Regions from separate parts of the Ovis aries genome. Here regions 1, 2 and 4 are each linked to region 3. A link is a contact called in public Hi-C data. All regions are on one chromosome and are shown on one strand. Each heading gives the region's core, a stretch centred on a gene start, on an enhancer-like site or on the middle of the called end of the contact. The rest is flanking DNA. Distances are from core to core; before and after follow the strand shown.

Region 1 (3,867 bases), core at 1,319-3,818, 91 kb after region 3:
CCTGTGAAGGTCCCTGGGAAGGGGTGGCTGAAGCTCTGGAGAGTCCAGGTGTTGGATGGCATCCGAACAGATACTAAATACCACTGGTGGCAGGCCTTGGCAAGAGAAAGAGAGACTGTGATCTGGGGCAGGTAGGCAAGGAGGCACACGAAGGCGGCTGGGAGGGTGGAGTCGAGAGGGAAGAGAGGTTGTGGGGCTGGATGGCATTCCATCCACCTGAGGTTGATGGGATCTTGGAAATACCCGTGAGGATGCGAAGAGGGTGCAGGGACCTTGGGGGCCACTCAAGGAAGTGAGATGTAAAAACAGGAAGAGCCTCCCCTGGGGAGGACTGAGGCTTCAGCATGGGAGTCCCAAGGTTTCCATCACGAGGCCAAAGACAGATGAAGGTGCTCTTGTGAATACTTTTTGTGTTCCTAAGAAGAAGTGAACCTACTTTTTAAAGGAAGTGAGTTCCAGAAGGGCCAGTGGGGAGGTTTGAGAAGGAAGGTGAGCAAGGCCTGAGCAGTAAGAGGAAAGGAGATGCAGGATGAGAGGGATGGTGCAAGGATTCAGAGAGGCAGGGACTTGGAGGATGAGCAGGAGTTTTCCTGGGGAACAGAGGCAGGGGGATAGGGCTGGGAAAGGGGGAAGAGAACAAGAGAGAATAGCTGGTGGAAAGGCTCATTCATTCATTTCACAAATAAGTACTGAGAGTTTCTATGAGATGGAAATGGCTGGGGTACATCAGTGAGCAAGAGGATGTTCCTTGCTCTTGCTGCTGCTGCTGCTAAGTCGCTTCAGTCGTGTCCGACTCTGTGCGACTCCATAGGTGGCAGCCCACCAGGCTCCCCCATCCCTGGGATTCTCCAGGCAAGAATACTGGGGTGGGTTGCCATTTCCTTCTCCAGTGCATGAAAGTGAAAAGTCAAAGTGAAGTCGCTCAGTCGTGTCTGACTCTTCGAGACCCCATGGACTGCAGCCTACCAGGCTCCTCCGTCCATGGGATTTTCCAGGCGAGAGTACTGGCGTGGGGTGCCATTGCCTTCTCCAGCTGAGATGGAGGGGAGATGGACAGAAAGAAAATATGACAAGAAAATTCTAGAGTATGTGAGGAGGTGATGCGACTATGTGGAAAAAAATGAAGTGGGGTAGTGTAAAATGGATCAGGAGTCCTGTAGGTGGGGCAGGGAAGCGGCCTGGGCGGAGTGTGTTGAAATGGAAAGTATGGTGGTCTAGGCAGGCCCATGTTAGCCCAGGATTCTGGGTCTGTGGAAAATTCTGCATTGTTTGACATGGATAGGTGGTAGGGGCTGAGGACATGGGAGAGGAACTCCTATGGTTACCCCGATGGACAGTTTTGGGGGGAGTTTTAGACAGAAGAACTGGCTAGGTTGGTTGAGATGTGATGGGAAAAGGAAGGAGATAAAAATAAATTCATGAGCATCTGTTAAGGGCCAGGCCTCTCCAATCCCTACTGAGAAGCCTAGGAGTTAGGAAGGAACTTTACCTATTTGCCGCTACTTTACATGAAAATGACGGCAGTATTGAAAGGAGTTAGCACTCAGTTTGGTCCTGAATTCATTGCCTGAATTTTCTTCATGCATCCTCGAACCCCCTCATGAGGTCAGGGTCATTATTTCCATTTCCTGATGAGCAGTGTGAGGTTCAAAAGAGTCACACAGTGGCCAAGATGATGAACGTGAGAGCCAGCCTGCTCTTCCCCTACCTGCACCCCCGCTACCAGCTTCGTGACATCAGGCAGTTCCTAAGTCTTCCTGGACTCAGCTTCCCCTTCTGGAAGTAGAGATAATAAAAGCACCTGCCTTTATATAGATGTAGTGAAGATTAAATAAGATAATATTACAGAAAACACAAAGAACAGAGCCCAGCACATAGTAGGTGTTATGGCGTGTTCCCTGTTACTAATATTAATGTTCAAGGTGGTTCAGGTAGAAAGGGGAAGAGCAGGGTTTCGGATAGCCCGTGGTGGGGCTGGCCCCTGCCTCCTCCCAGCTGCCCCTGCTGACCCAGGCTCAGGAAGGTGGACTACATCCCCCACCAGCCCGGTCCTCCGCAGCAGGCATGTGACATATTGTGGTGTGATGTGTTTTTCCCTCATGGTGCAAGATGTGACTCAGAGGGGCATGCTGGGGAAATGAGCTTCTTGGATTTGCCCACCTCATCGCCCCTGCGTTCTTTAGAATTTCTCTGAATCAGACTTTATATCTGGCGCTGCCTCTATCACCCGCCTTATTTTATGCAGAAAACAGCCCCACGTTTTCCCACTTGCTCAACAGCCGTCAAGATTCATCTTGGGTCTGGGGAGGGCAGCAAACGGAGGGGAGGGCCAAAAGGAAAAAGAAAGAAAAAGGAGGAAAGAAAGAAGGAAAGAGAGAGCCAGCAACAATCAAAACAAGCCTTTTCTCCCTGTATAGTCTGGGCAGCTTCCAGGAGGATAATGTCTTTCCACCGCGCATCGCCCCCCTCCCTCCCAGCCTGTTTTCACAGGAAGCAAATCCTGGAGCACTTTCAATGTGCCCCTCGAGGCAGAACAATGAGGCCCTTGAAGCCTCGGCCCCGCGCTTCCTCCAGTTATCCGGAGCCCCGGCCGAGCCCCTCCTGGAGCGGGGCGGGGAGGCGGCGGGCGCGGAGGGGCGCGGGGACCGGCTCTGGGAACTGGGGGAGGGGGAGCCTGCGGGGTGTTGCGGAGCCGCACGAGGGAAGCCCATTAGCCAAATAATAGGTTTGGATCCGACTGTTTTGCCAAGGTACCCGGCATTTATCCGGCTCCCCGATTGGGGGCGGGGAGCTGGGAGGAGGCGGCGCGGATCCAATTACGGCTGCTCCTGCCCGGTCGCCGGGAGGTGGTGGAGGCTGGCTGGGCTGGCCGGGCCGGGATGGGATGGACCGGGCGGAGCGGGAGTCCAGGGGCTCCTGCGCGAGCGCCTGGGCGGCGGGTCGGGGCGGGGGCGTGGAGTGGGGGCGCCTCTGCCCCGGCCCCGGCCGCGCCGCCTCCCCCGCCCGCCGGCTCAGCTGCCTCATTGTTTATTGTGGAGTCTGGCTCGCCCCCCTTCCCGTCCCCCTCCCTCGTTCCCGCCTCCCTCCCTCCCGCTCCTCTCTCCCCTCCTCCCGAAAGAAAGAAGAGCCAGTCTGTGGAGACGAATGAGTCATGAATAAACAAACAGCGTGGGGGAGCTGTCACTCCGGGCTGACTTCCTGGCCGCGCTCGACTCCGCGACCTCCTGGCGGGCGCAGAAGTCGGGCTTGCTGGGGTGGGCAGGGGCCGCCTGGTCCCCCCCCCCACAGGGGGCGTGGGATGGGGTGCCCCGGACCCCCGGTCACCAGGCTGGCCTCGAGTGCAGCCCTCACAAACATCCTGCCCGATAGGGAGAGCGAGTGTGGTCCCATGTCTGCAAACCCCTCTGGACACGTGTGCTGAGGGTTTCGAGTCTTATTTCCTTGGGTTTGACAAAAGCCATACGCCACAGACAGGCATGCGAGCATCTGCTGCGTGCGGCTGATTTCCCTGTGTGGGCTCACCCTCTGGGGATGCCTCCGTGTGTGTGTCTGGTGTACGCTACAGACGCCCAGAGTGTGTGTGTGTGTGTGTGTGTGTGTGGTGTATATCTGGAACGTGGTGTACGCAAGAGTGTGTGTCCACGTCAGGGCCAGTGGCCTGTGTGTGTGTTGTGTGATTTTTTTCTGACTCTGAGTCTGCTTCTGCCCCTTTAAGCTTTGAGATTCTTGCTGTGTGCTTAGATTTCTCTACTTGGGCCTTTTTCCTTTCCCTTGTGTGATCCTATGGGTCATTCGGGGCCATCTCTTCCCATTAGTGAGGCCCCAGGGCCCCAGCAGACCTCCAGGGCCTGGCCTGACTGGCCTCAG
Region 2 (4,065 bases), core at 1,378-3,877, 130 kb before region 3:
TGGCTGCACAGCATCCCAGGCACTGATGAGTTATTTATCCAACTGCCATCTGAACATCCACCCCGGCCAGGTGCTGTTCTAAGGCCTGAGGCCCTAGCCAAGGCCCTTCTGCTCCAGGGGCTCACCCTCTAGCCCAAGATGAGGCCTGCACTATCCCCAGATTTCTTCACTGCAAACAGTGCCAGAGTTTTATATCGGCCACATCATCATGTGTGAATTAATCTAGAGGACACACTCCTGGAAGTGGGGTTTCTGGGTCATTTGGGCATCTGTACTTTGATCAGTGCTTGCTGGGTTCATCTTATCTTGTAGCTCTCCAGCAAAAATGTAAAAATGGGGGTGGCATCCCTACATTGATCTCCTCCACCCTCACTCTGCCAGCGTCCTTCCTAGCACACATTTACACACCCAGATATGCAACTTCTCCACCACTTATCCATCTGGATGCTTATCTGCCCATCCGTCCGCCCATCCATCCACCCACCCCATCCATCTTTATTCTCCGCTTGTCCATCCTTGCATGCTTCCAACTCACCCAGCAAATACTTGTCAACATCTTATACTGTGCTAACTCTATGGAACATGGTGAGGTGAAAATGGAATCCTTTTCTTGAGCTCATGGGACTCTTGGTCCAAGCCTGTATCTATTCCACGTCACCTTTTATATGACTGGTGAACTCTTCTTATGTCAAGGACATGCTGGTCTGGGCACTAGGCAAAGACATGGTTACTATATCCTCACTTTACAGATGAGGAAACTGAGGCTCGAAGGTGCTCCCTCAAGCACCACATGGTACCCAAAGAGCTGGGCCTTTCCAGCCCCCACCCAGGGCACGAACGAACACTGGTTGCCAGGGTCCCCGTTACAGACTGCTGTTTCCACAGCTAGCAGGGCAGGGGTGCTGAGCCAAAGTGCCCCATTAAAAAGGAGGAGTCTGAAGGGAAGTCAGAGGAAACCCCAGGCCTGTGCAGACCTCAACCCCCTGCCCACAGGCAGCAGCCAACCAGGACAAAAGGCCTGCGCCGGCCCATGTGGCCAGCAGGGGGTGCTGTTGATGAAGATAACTGCCCGGGGGGTTAGGAATTGGAACTGTGGAAATTTGGTGAGGGATCGCAGATGGTAAAAGCGTCTGCCTATAATCCGGGAGACCCGGGTTCAATCCCTGGGTCGGGAAGATCTCCTGGAGAAGGAAATGGCAACCCACTCCAGTATTCTTGCCTGCAAAATCCCATGGACAGAAGAGCCTGGTGGGGCTCTTCACAAAGAGTCGGACACGACTGAGTGACTTCACTTTCACTCTAGGTGGCCTCGCAACAGTCTCTAGGTAGGAACTTTTCCCAGGATGGGCACAGCATTTTGTTTATAGAGTCAGAGGCCTAGCGGGGTCTTGATAAGCGCCTGTAGAATGACTGGGGGCTCCAGCCCACCCAGGGCAGCCCCAAGCAGGCACCAAACCCACCAAGACAGCCACCTGGGGGGCCAGAGGCTGTCCTTCCCTGTTGAGTCGCAAGCAGGGGGCCACAGGCTTCCCCTGAGGAAGGCAAACAATAAAGGGGAGAGAGCCTGTCCAAGTTTGGGTCTGTCTCTGCACTGACTCTTGCCCTGTACCATCTGGAGGCCTGTCTGATCTGAGACAGCGCCTGGATTCAAAGATGCTCAGGATGTCACTGACCAAAGCTGCCTTGAGTTCCTCCACCACCTCGAGTTCAGCTGGTTTTATTCTTGGGGGGCCTGCGGCCCACCTGGATTCAAAGATGCTCAGAATGTCACTGACCAAAGCTGCCTTGAGTTCCTCCACCACCTCGAGTTCAGCTGGTTTTATTCTTGGGGGCCTTTAGACACAGGGGGCGTGTCTAAAGCCACACAGCACCTCTGAGCTAGAGCGAGATCCCAGGGGGCTTTACTCCCAGGCCAGGGCTCCGTGTTGTAGGAACCAAGACATGAATGGCTGGGCCTGGGACACCTGTGAGACCCAGAGGTTGACAGGAGAGACACCACACGTCCCAGGGACAACTGCAAGTCATGTATGTCTCAATCTATGAAAGAACAAAATGTCCAGTTGATTAAGGAGACACTCACAGGAGAGGTGACACTTGTAAGCCGCCAAGATCGGCGGAAAATTGGGGCTGTTAACACCCGGAATGGATGGGCTGGTGCTGCCGGCCCATGAAGGAAGAGGGCCAAAGCCTAGAAGGCTAGAGATCACAGACACGAGGAGAAGAGGGGTGCTGAAGGAGGCATGGGAACGGTGGCTCCCTGAGGGGCAGTGTGAGATTTCCCATTAGTTCTGCACCTGCTGTGTTCAGGCTCTAGGCCAGGCCCTGTGCACTGCTAATTCACTTAATCCTAAAAGGTTCAGAGAGATGAAGTGACTTTCCCAGGGTCACACAGCTGGGACGGTGTTGGGCTGATTCAAACCCTCCGCTTTCCAATCCTCCAAGACTGGAGGTCGGAGACTCCTGGAAGTCCCCACCCAAGACTGTGCCTGAGCCCAGAAAGATGTGCCCCTGGAACCTGTCCACACCCATCCACTTGCTTCCAAGGCCATCCCAGTGCCGCTGGGCTCCCTGCATGCTGGCCGGTGCGGGAAAGTGGGAGTGCTCAGCGGCCAGCAGAGGTCGCCCTCCACCACAGGAGCGCTGCTGGGCTTGGCTGCTGCCTCCCTCCTTCCAGCTTGGACACCTCTAAGCCTTTACGAGTCGCTACAAATCCTCAGTGGCGGCTGTAACTCCAGCACCCACTGCGGCCAGGCTCCCTCCCAGCTGGAGATCACTGGTGGCCAGGTCCTGGGTGTACCCATGCCTTGGCCCTTCCTGCCATCTGTTTGCCTCCGAATGGAGAGTGGGCTCAGGCGGTCCACCCCTGTGGTGCCGGGTCCTCTGTCCTGGTCTGAGCAGCCCCCAGCCAGCAGGGGATGCAAGGCTAGTCAGTGTGGGAGCTTGGAGGCAGCCCAGCTCTGCCACCCTCCTTGGTTTTCCCATCTGTAAAACAAAGCCTAGCTGGCTGCTGGCGGCTCTTCAAACTCAACATCTTAGAATTTTGGTGTCAGGAGCTCCAGCTGTTTGGAAAACGCCATCTCAACAAGTGTAAGATGGCTTGACTCTAGAATCGCAAAGGCTGTCTCAAGGCAGGCCTGCGGGGAGCCTGCTGGCCCAGGAAACTCTGGGCCAAGCTTTCATTTCGCACGACTCACCACTAGTAGGGGAGTTCGGGTGAGTCCGGCCTCAGGGGAGCTCAGCACAGAAGATGCGCTCAAGGAAAGCTTGCTGCCCTCAGGCAAGTAGGGCGGCTCGGAGAGTAGACTGTGGAGAACTGGAAAGGGCGCCTGGGGACCACATGTCCTGGTGGGATGGTAGGCAGGGGCGGAGAGAGGGGATGGACACAGGGGAAGAAGGATGAGTGGGACTGGAACCCACCTTGCGGGGCCTAAGGAGAGACCTGGGCCACCTCCTGGCTCCCTGGCAGATTCTCACCTGGTCTAAAATGCTGGAGGAGGCACATGGCCCTCATAGGCTCCTCCTTAGAAATACTGAGTTGCTCTAATCTGCTCCATGGAAAGTGCGGCCCTGGAACCTTGGAGGCAGCTCCCTAGGGCTAGGATCAGGGGTACTAACATCAGGCTGTTTTATTTTCCCCTTTTGAGGTCAACAAGTTAACTGGTACACTTAACAAACAAGAACTCAGCCGAGAGGCTTCTGCATCTGTGTGTGCACAAACACATGCTTATGTACCCCATTTGCACACTTAAGTATAGGTACACACACACACTTGAGTGCTGACCCAGACGCACGGAGTACACACATCTCCTGACAGCTTGCACAGGCAAGTGGCGGGTCCCCAGGGGAGCCGTGTGAGCAGTGGTGTGCAGAAACGATTCAATCGCCATGCACATCTGCAGCTCGGGTCCCCTGGGACGAGCGGGGCTGGCAGCAGGGGAGAGGGGGGCTGTACCTACAGTCTGCAGAGCAGAGGCTGCATTCCAAGACATTGTCATGGCCAAGGAGCTTGGGATGCGCCTGCTGCTCAGTGTGGTGGGAGACCTGGGGTTCCAGGGGATGCATCCT
Region 3 (3,632 bases), core at 988-3,487:
CCCTGCCCTTCTAAATCAGTAAAGGTTGGGCCCTACTCTCCCGTGCCCTGGGCTGTCCACCCAGGGGGCTCCAAATGGCCATAGCAGAGAAGGAAGAAAAAGGCTGGCCCAGCAGTGCCCTCACCCTGCCAGCCCAGCCGCCAGCTTCTTGGAGGACCTCTGAGAGAACATTTGTTTGGGCTGCCAAGTTAAATCTTCCTCCCTCATGTCAGGGCACTGGAAAAGCAGTCAGGGGGGAGGAGAAGGGGGAGAGCGGGGGAAGAAGCAGCGGGAGGGAGGCAGGCGGGCAGGCTTTCAGAGCCCCAGTTACTCCGGCACTGCCTGCCCAGGAAGCTTGCGGCTCCCAGGCAGCCAGCCGGGGCTCTGGACACCCAAGCAGGGGCCCGGCCGCCAGCCCTCCGGGGTCAGGCGCCGGGTGCCAGGCGCCCTGGGTCCGCGCCCGCGGAGAGGCCCTCCCTCAGTGCCCTGCCGGAGGAGCGAGGTGGGAAGGGAAGGCAAGGGAGGAAAAAGTTTGTGGTAGGTAGAGGGGTCGGGCTGGGCGGCCCTGCTGTCCGGCTGTCCCCTGGGGAGGGGTGGGGGGCCCCGGCCGGCAGCCCTGGCGCGCCCCCGCCCGCCCGCCCTCCGGTCGGGTTGTTTACATTCCTGGAGTGTCTTTTAAACCCGGGGCTGAGGCCGGTTCCCGGCCTTCTCCGGCGGCTCCGGGGCAGTCTCCCGTGAAAATCTGCTGGCGCACAATGGCCGGGAAGGCGGCTGCCCCTAGCCCGCGCCCCCGCTGCTCCGGGGCGGGGAGCCTGCCCTCCGCACCGCGCCCTCTCCTCGCCCGGCTGGCTTCCTGGACAGATGTCCCTGGCGAGGGGGCGACGCGCACCCGCTGCCCGCGCCCTAGACGCCGAGGCCGCGCTCCCCACTGTTTTCCCCCCAGCCTAGACGCCAGGAATGTGAATCAAGCTTCCAGAGCCCGCCCCCCACCCCAGCTCCAGCCCCAGTCCCAGCCCCGGCCCGGGCCCCCAACCTCCGCCCCGGCCGGCCTCCCACTCCCCCGGGGCCGCCGCCGCCGGAGACGGAGAGGAAGAAAGAACACGGGGAAATTACTTTCGTATTTGCAACGCGCGCGCGCACACACACGCTCATCTTCCCCCTGGGCTCCCCTCCTGGTCGGGGCAGCCCCATCCAGGCTTTGGCCTGAAGGCTCCCCGGGTTTCTAAAGATCTACCGGAAGACCCTTCACACACCCCTTGGCGTTCCCCGCTAGTACGGAGCACCGCGTCTCCCCGGGCAATTCGCACACAAACAACTTAACCGCGCCCCCCACTCCCATTTACAAAAGTGTGTTTCCCCTGGAAATTCAGATGCACAACTTAACACCACCACCCCTTGCCGCCCCGAAATCCGGCGCCTTCCCGGGCGGCTCTCCTACACACAGGCGCACAACTTCGCGTCTTTCCAAAGGAAAGGAGGGAGACCGAGATGATCCTACCCCGGTCCTTCTCTCCCTCTCTTCCCGAATCCTGGTCCTGCCCGGCCCCCGGGTGTACGGAACCAGGGTTGCAGGCGCGCCGGCAGGAGGCGGGCACCAGGTCCGCGCGCGCACAACTGCACTCACGCCCCGCACACCCGAAGAGCCCCGAACCCCGCGCGCAGACCAAGCCGGCTCCGCGCAGCCGGGCATTCCTCGGTCGCCTGGGCCTCGGCCCCGGGTCGCCAAGAAGAGCGCAGCGGAGCTCGGCCGCCGGGCACTCGCCCGGCTCGCCAGGTCCCGGCGGACCCTAAAAGGGAAAAAGCTCCAGCACCCGGCGCTCCACGATCGCACCCCAGGAGTACACGGAGAGCAGGAGGAAGGCCTGGGGCCAGCGGACGCCAGGGTCTGGCCCCAAACTTACCCGGTGCTGCGAGCGCCGCTGCTACCGCTGGAGGACGCGCCGCTGCCACAGCCACCGCTGCCCGGCAGGGCCGGCTCCGGCCGGGAGGAGCTGCGAGGGCGCCGAGATGGGCTCCGCGCCGGCTTCTGCTCCGCGCCGACCGGGGCTGGGGTCACCGCGCTGCGCCGGCGCTGCTCGCTTGCTCTGCCGCCCGGTCGCTGCCCGCCGCCTGGCCGATCGCTCTCCCGGGCGCCCGCCGCAGCTCGCTTTTTTAATGTCCACAGACAGTGAAAAGGAACTCGGCGTTAGGGGGTGAGTAAGTGAATCAACTCGCCCGGAGCCGAGCAAGTTGAAGTGTCAGATTACATTGGCTATTCTATTTCCAAAGGGCCCCGCGCCGCCGGCCGGCCGCAAAAGCCGGTGCGGAACTCGGGGAGGAGGGAGGAGCGGAGCGCAGCGCCACCACCGCCGCCGCCGCCGCCGCCGCCGCCAGCGCTCAGCTCGGCTTCCCTAGCGCTCTCTGCGGTCTCGCCTTTCTCGCGGTCTCTTTTCTTTTTTCTCTCCCTTTTCTTTCCCCTTTTCTTTTTCTCCCTTTTTTCCGAGCGTCTCGGTCTGGGCGCTCTCCAGGCTTTTTCCCCTCTAGGGCTCCGATAGGCTTCGTGCGTCACCCACTCCCCTACTCCCACTCACCTCCTTCTCTCTCTTCCCTCCACTGCTCTCTGGAAGCTCCCACCCACCCCCTCCCTAACTGCGACCTCACCCCCAGCTGCCCCAGCAAGTTTGGAGCAGGAGAGAAATGCTGAACCTAAGATGTGTTCATACTGGGAAGGAGGCTGAAATCACCAGTCTCAGCGTAGTGTCCCCCGCTCTGCTCTCACGCCCCCGACAGGAGTGCGCTCGGGGCTGCGAAAGCTGTCAGGTACCAGTACTAGGGCTGAGCGAGTTGCTAAAGAGATTGCCAAAGCCTTCTCTTGGAGAAGGCTTTGGGGTTGCTCCTAGAGCCCGGGGGCTGGCGGGTGGGGGGAGCAGAGGACGCCAGCCCCCTCCCACCAAAGGCAATGTTGGAGGAGGCTGGAGCGCCGGGTAGAAGCGGTGCGCAAGGTCTGTCCCCGCACTCTCTGCGGTCCAAAAGCGCTTGGATTCCCCAAGGCCCCGCGGGGAACATCCCAGGCCTAAAGTGCGCGGGCGGTGGGCGGCGGGGGCTGGGAGCGGGCGGGCGAGAAGGGAGCGGTGGCGCAGGATTCCGGCTTAGGGCTGTGCACTGTCCCAGGAGTCGGGGAGAATGATGGCACTCACAAGGTGTAGTTGGATACAGCCGCTCGCGGGGTTCCCCAGGCAGACCCACCCTTGAGAGCATCTAAGTGTGCACCCACTTCAGCTCACATCCGCTGCCCCTCACACGGAAACTCCTACCCAAACGGCACACGTTTGCACCCACACTGAGTATTACTAACACGCTTCCACACGCACACGCACCCACACACACGTACATTTGCGCTCACAAATATGCCAGTGTACATGGCAAGCGCGCACACACCACTGTACAAACCCACATACACTCAAAAAACAAAACATCCCCTGTGCACTAAATCCTCACATTCAGGTACACATGCAAACACATCCTTCCACGTCCTCTTCCATAACCCTTCCCCTCAGCCCCCCTACTCATGATCTGCGGTACCCTCAGTCCCAAATCATAATCAGCGCCCGCACAGCCCGGGTTGGACACAAACACGCGCGCACGCGCGCACTCCCCTCCCCGCGCCAGCTGGG
Region 4 (3,780 bases), core at 1,145-3,644, 88 kb before region 3:
GGCTCAGCACCCCCACTCCACATGGGTGAGAGAATATCTCTGGGGCCTGACTCTCTGACTCTGGCAGTCCCCAAACTCTGCTCACTGTGGGGACACAAATGGCCCTTGACTCCAACTCTCCCATTTCACGGAGGAGGACAGCAGAGGCCTGGAGAGGGCAGCACCTGCCTCCGTCCCGGGGTCATGCAGCAAGTCAGAGGCTGGGGCAGAACAGGAATCAGCCTCCTGCTTCCCTACCAGCCACAGCTCAGTCCTTTCCCAAAGGCAAGCTGGCCGCAGACCCGCTGACAAAGAGAAAATAATTATTTTGGCAGCTGAGACAGAAGCCAGAGCCGGAAAGTCCTCGCTCACTCGGTGAGCAATGTCCCGGCCCCGAGGAATGACGCCCGCCCATCCTGCCTTGCAGAGGTGCTCCGGCTCACGGCGCACACATACGTGTCTCTCTGCCCCAACCATCCTTGGTTCTTTGCTGTTGGACTTGTGCAAAGAGGCAAATAGACCAGAGAGGGAAAGAGACGTGTCCAAGGTCAAACAGAAAGGGCATCACACAGAGGGGTCACCAGGATATGCACTCAGGCCCTGATTAGGGACTGACCCCCTTCCCTATGAGCCTGCACTGGACCCTCATCTGGGAAGGAGAAAGGACCAGAAGCTTGCCTGAACTGGGTCCACATTGGGGGCTATTCCTATGATGCTTCTTTAGCCCTCAGTGAAATGCTATGAAGTAGAACCTAAATAGCACCCTCAATTTACACATGAGGTCTAGAGAGCTTCTACAGCTTCCTAAGGTCATGCAGGTAATACAGAGCGAAAAGTAATAAGAACAGGGCCGGGCATGAGTGCGTGGTCTGTCCACACGGACTCACCTTGTTCAAGATGTCCAACTGGACACCCGGGCTCCCTTGTCTGTGCACTGGGCCCCACTCAGGGGTGGAGGTGAGGGAACTCAGGCCCGGGAGGGGCTGTGAACTCACAGATGAAGTCACCCGCCCTCATCCCTGGCCCCCTGGGTGCCCGTAGGTGAGCCTCACAGCCTGCAGGGCTCTGGCCACCTGGGGAGACCGGGGGAGGCATCCCATGTCTGCTCCCAGCCTGGCTAGACCACAGCCATGAAGGATACAGATCCACCCAGGTGAGTGTGCGCTGCTTAAAAGGCCCTCAGTGCCACGGAGCGGAGGGCAGCCTGAGACTCAGGGCTGAGAGGGGTGGTGGGGCCCACCCAGGCTCCGCAAGGGATGGGTTCCCCACTGCCCAGAGAGAGGGCTCTGCTGAGCTCAGGACTCTCCCTCTGGATTGGATGAGGGGGACGCCCCGACTACAAGGCCGTGTCTGGCTGCAAGGGCAGGAGAGGGTAGAAGGGGAGGTGTGCAGACCACAGGTTGAAATGTACTTCCACTGTCATCTCACGTCTGGCGCTCCCGAGAGCAGGGCAGGGTGGGAACAAGCTCCCTCTTTGCAGAGCAGGACAGTGAGCTCCGAGGGAGGGTAGAGTTGCCAGGGGTGTAATGGCTGGGAAGTGGTGAGGTTGGGTCTGGGACTTGGCAGAGGTCACTTGGGGGTGGGGACTGTCCCAGGACCCAGATGGATTCTCCCAGCCCCACCCCCTTCCCATCCCTTCCTCCTCTAGGGATCCCCTGGGAGGAAGGACCCACCTGGGTGTGGGCTTGAGTGCAGGCACCAGGCCAAGTGGACTGGGGCCGGGGCTGGCCAGAGACATGCAGGGCCGACTGGGGTTCTGGGAGGACAGAGGTGCCCACGCCATGGTGCATCCGGGATGTGGGGCTCTGTGACCGCTCTGTGACAGTGGCCAGAGGCCCGTGGCTAAGTGACCAGTGTGCTCTAAGCCACCAAGGGTTGGGAGCCCAGATTCTGGACCGGAGCCTGGCCTTGTCCTCAGAGGTAACGTCCAGGGCAAGGGTGGGTGGAGCTGAGTTTGAATCCCTATTCTGCCCTTTAATGCTGGGTGACCTCGAGCAAGTCACTTGGCATCTCTGAGCCCCCATCTCCTCTCTAAAAAGGGACTAATCACTCCTTCAGCTACTCACCTGCCAAGACAAGCTTCACATTGACCTTGCAGAGCCTGACATTGGCCAGAGCACTGCCCTACCCACAGGCTTCTGGGAGAGGGGCTCGGGCTACCCCGCTGTGGTCTCTAGGGCATGGGACCACACCAGTGACAGTGCTGAGCTGAAGTTCTGGACTCTTGTCAACTGCTGCTAATCACACACACATGCCCCTCATGTTCTGGTGGCTGTGAGAGCCTCACAAGACACGGGAACACAGACGCAAGCACACCTACAGACGGGTCAGGAACAGGTCAGTGAGTGATGACTGTCAAGGTCACAGGTGGCCAAGTGCAGGCCAGAACACGGTCACGTGGGCACCCACCCATACTGGGTCCAGCCTGCTGTTCCACTGGCTGGACTGACCAGCACTGGTTCCCACGTGGGCCTGACCCTCCTCGTCTCAGTCGGGCCGGGCAGCTCTTCCCACCCTCACTTTACCGGTGGGCCGAGCAGCTTCTGCTACTGCGGGCCAGGGGCCCTGTTTGGGAAGGTGGCCTCAGACCCAACTCCCAGGGTCGCCGGGGAGACATGGGTTCCTTCACCTCAAAGACCCACCCAGGGACGCATCCCCTTACATGACCCTGGGAGCAGGCCCCCTCGTCCTCCCCCGGCGGCCAGTGCTGGCTCCCGGAGCAAGGCAAATATTTACCCCGATGGTTATCCAAGCCGGGCCAGCCGCCCCGCCTCCCGCATTCCTGGAATACATGTTCCCTGACCTCACCAAGCTGGGGGAGGGGGAGGAATCCAGACGTGGACGAGACAGACCGAGGGTCCAGGGCCTCGTGGAAGCCAAGGCCTGCTGATCAGGAGGAAAAAGGTGGCTTCGGGTTGTCTCTCCAGCTACTCACCCACTAGGGGAGGCCCCTGCTGGCCTTGTAGAGCGGGGCATTGGCCAGAGCACAGAGCTTCCCATAAGCCCCTGGGGGGAGGGGGCTGGACCACCCCGTTTGGCACGGTGGGCGGGGGGCTGCACCAATGCCAGCTCTCGGCCTGCAGTTCAGGGCTGTCACTAGGCCTCAGGGCCTCATACCTGCTGCCAATAACACACGTGCCTGTGCACACCCATCGTGCTCAAGATGTGAGGGACTCAGGCTGCCAGAAACCTGGCGCGTTTGCTGCCTGCCAGAGCCCTTCCTCAACACCCCAGAAGCTCTCAGTGCCTCACCCCATCCTCAGCACAATCCTGTCACCAGGGAACCGTAAGCCCATTTTACAGATGAAGAAACTTCGCAGCAGACACCAGTGGTCATGCAGCTGAGAAGTGGAAGAATATGCCCTGTCTTACCTCAAACCACACTTTCAACAGTTCTGCAGTCCCAGCTCTGCCCATCGGAACCCTGTCCATCCTCTGATGCCCCAAGGACCGCCTCCACCATGCTGTCTTCCCTAAAAGTCCCCTCAAGTGAGCTTTCCCTGCCCTGAACTTCCAGATATGTGGACAGTATTTCTTTCTTTCTCCTGGCATGATTAAAATTGGGTGTCTGGTTATCTCCTGTTGTGAGACCCTTGCACTCACTCCATGCACAGTGGGGTTGAGCTCAGAGACTCAGCAAGCCCTGAGTGTTCAGGAGAGGCCTGAACTCCTGAGTCTTTTCCCCAAAGGGCAGTAGCTGCATTTGGTCTCAAGGAAAAGATAAGTAAACAGACCTGGGAAGCTGGTTGGTTGGGATCTGGGCAAACTCCTGGCCTGGTCTGCCTGAGAATCACAAACTTG

Evidence for each region. Hi-C and Micro-C count contacts between places; a contact is called where the count stands out from the background.
Region 1: a contact with region 3 is called in a Hi-C map of hypothalamus, with 5 times the contacts expected there. The contact joins two enhancer-like sites. A contact is called at or near these places in 3 of 16 Hi-C or Micro-C datasets (hypothalamus, omental adipose tissue and skin fibroblasts).
Region 2: a Hi-C map of tail adipose tissue shows a contact between it and region 3, with 8 times the contacts expected there. The contact joins two enhancer-like sites. A contact is called at or near these places in 9 of 16 Hi-C or Micro-C datasets (hypothalamus, liver, mixed tissues and 5 more).
Region 4: a contact with region 3 is called in a Hi-C map of omental adipose tissue, with 1.9 times the contacts expected there. The contact joins two enhancer-like sites. A contact is called at or near these places in 3 of 16 Hi-C or Micro-C datasets (liver, muscle and omental adipose tissue).

The regions. Positions count from the first base shown.
Region 1 is chr25:33,800,157-33,804,023 of ARS-UI_Ramb_v3.0, reverse strand. No RefSeq gene overlaps it. Among named protein-coding and RNA genes, the nearest start is that of ZMIZ1, 140 kb to the left of the region's middle. Within about 2 kb of position 2,568, at least 42 of the 54 cell types and tissues checked have an H3K27ac peak or open chromatin away from gene starts, as enhancers often do.
Region 2 is chr25:34,016,578-34,020,642 of ARS-UI_Ramb_v3.0, reverse strand. All of the region lies in intron 3 of ZMIZ1 (zinc finger MIZ-type containing 1), which reads right to left. Among named protein-coding and RNA genes, the nearest start is that of ZMIZ1, 76 kb to the right of the region's middle. Within about 2 kb of position 2,627, at least 4 of the 54 cell types and tissues checked have an H3K27ac peak or open chromatin away from gene starts, as enhancers often do.
Region 3 is chr25:33,890,791-33,894,422 of ARS-UI_Ramb_v3.0, reverse strand. No RefSeq gene overlaps it. Among named protein-coding and RNA genes, the nearest start is that of ZMIZ1, 50 kb to the left of the region's middle. Within about 2 kb of position 2,237, at least 29 of the 54 cell types and tissues checked have an H3K27ac peak or open chromatin away from gene starts, as enhancers often do. A contact at or near this core is called in liver, where this site is marked.
Region 4 is chr25:33,978,420-33,982,199 of ARS-UI_Ramb_v3.0, reverse strand. The region is part of intron 2 of ZMIZ1 (zinc finger MIZ-type containing 1); the gene reads right to left. Among named protein-coding and RNA genes, the nearest start is that of ZMIZ1, 37 kb to the right of the region's middle. Within about 2 kb of position 2,394, at least 18 of the 54 cell types and tissues checked have an H3K27ac peak or open chromatin away from gene starts, as enhancers often do. A contact at or near this core is called in liver, where this site is marked.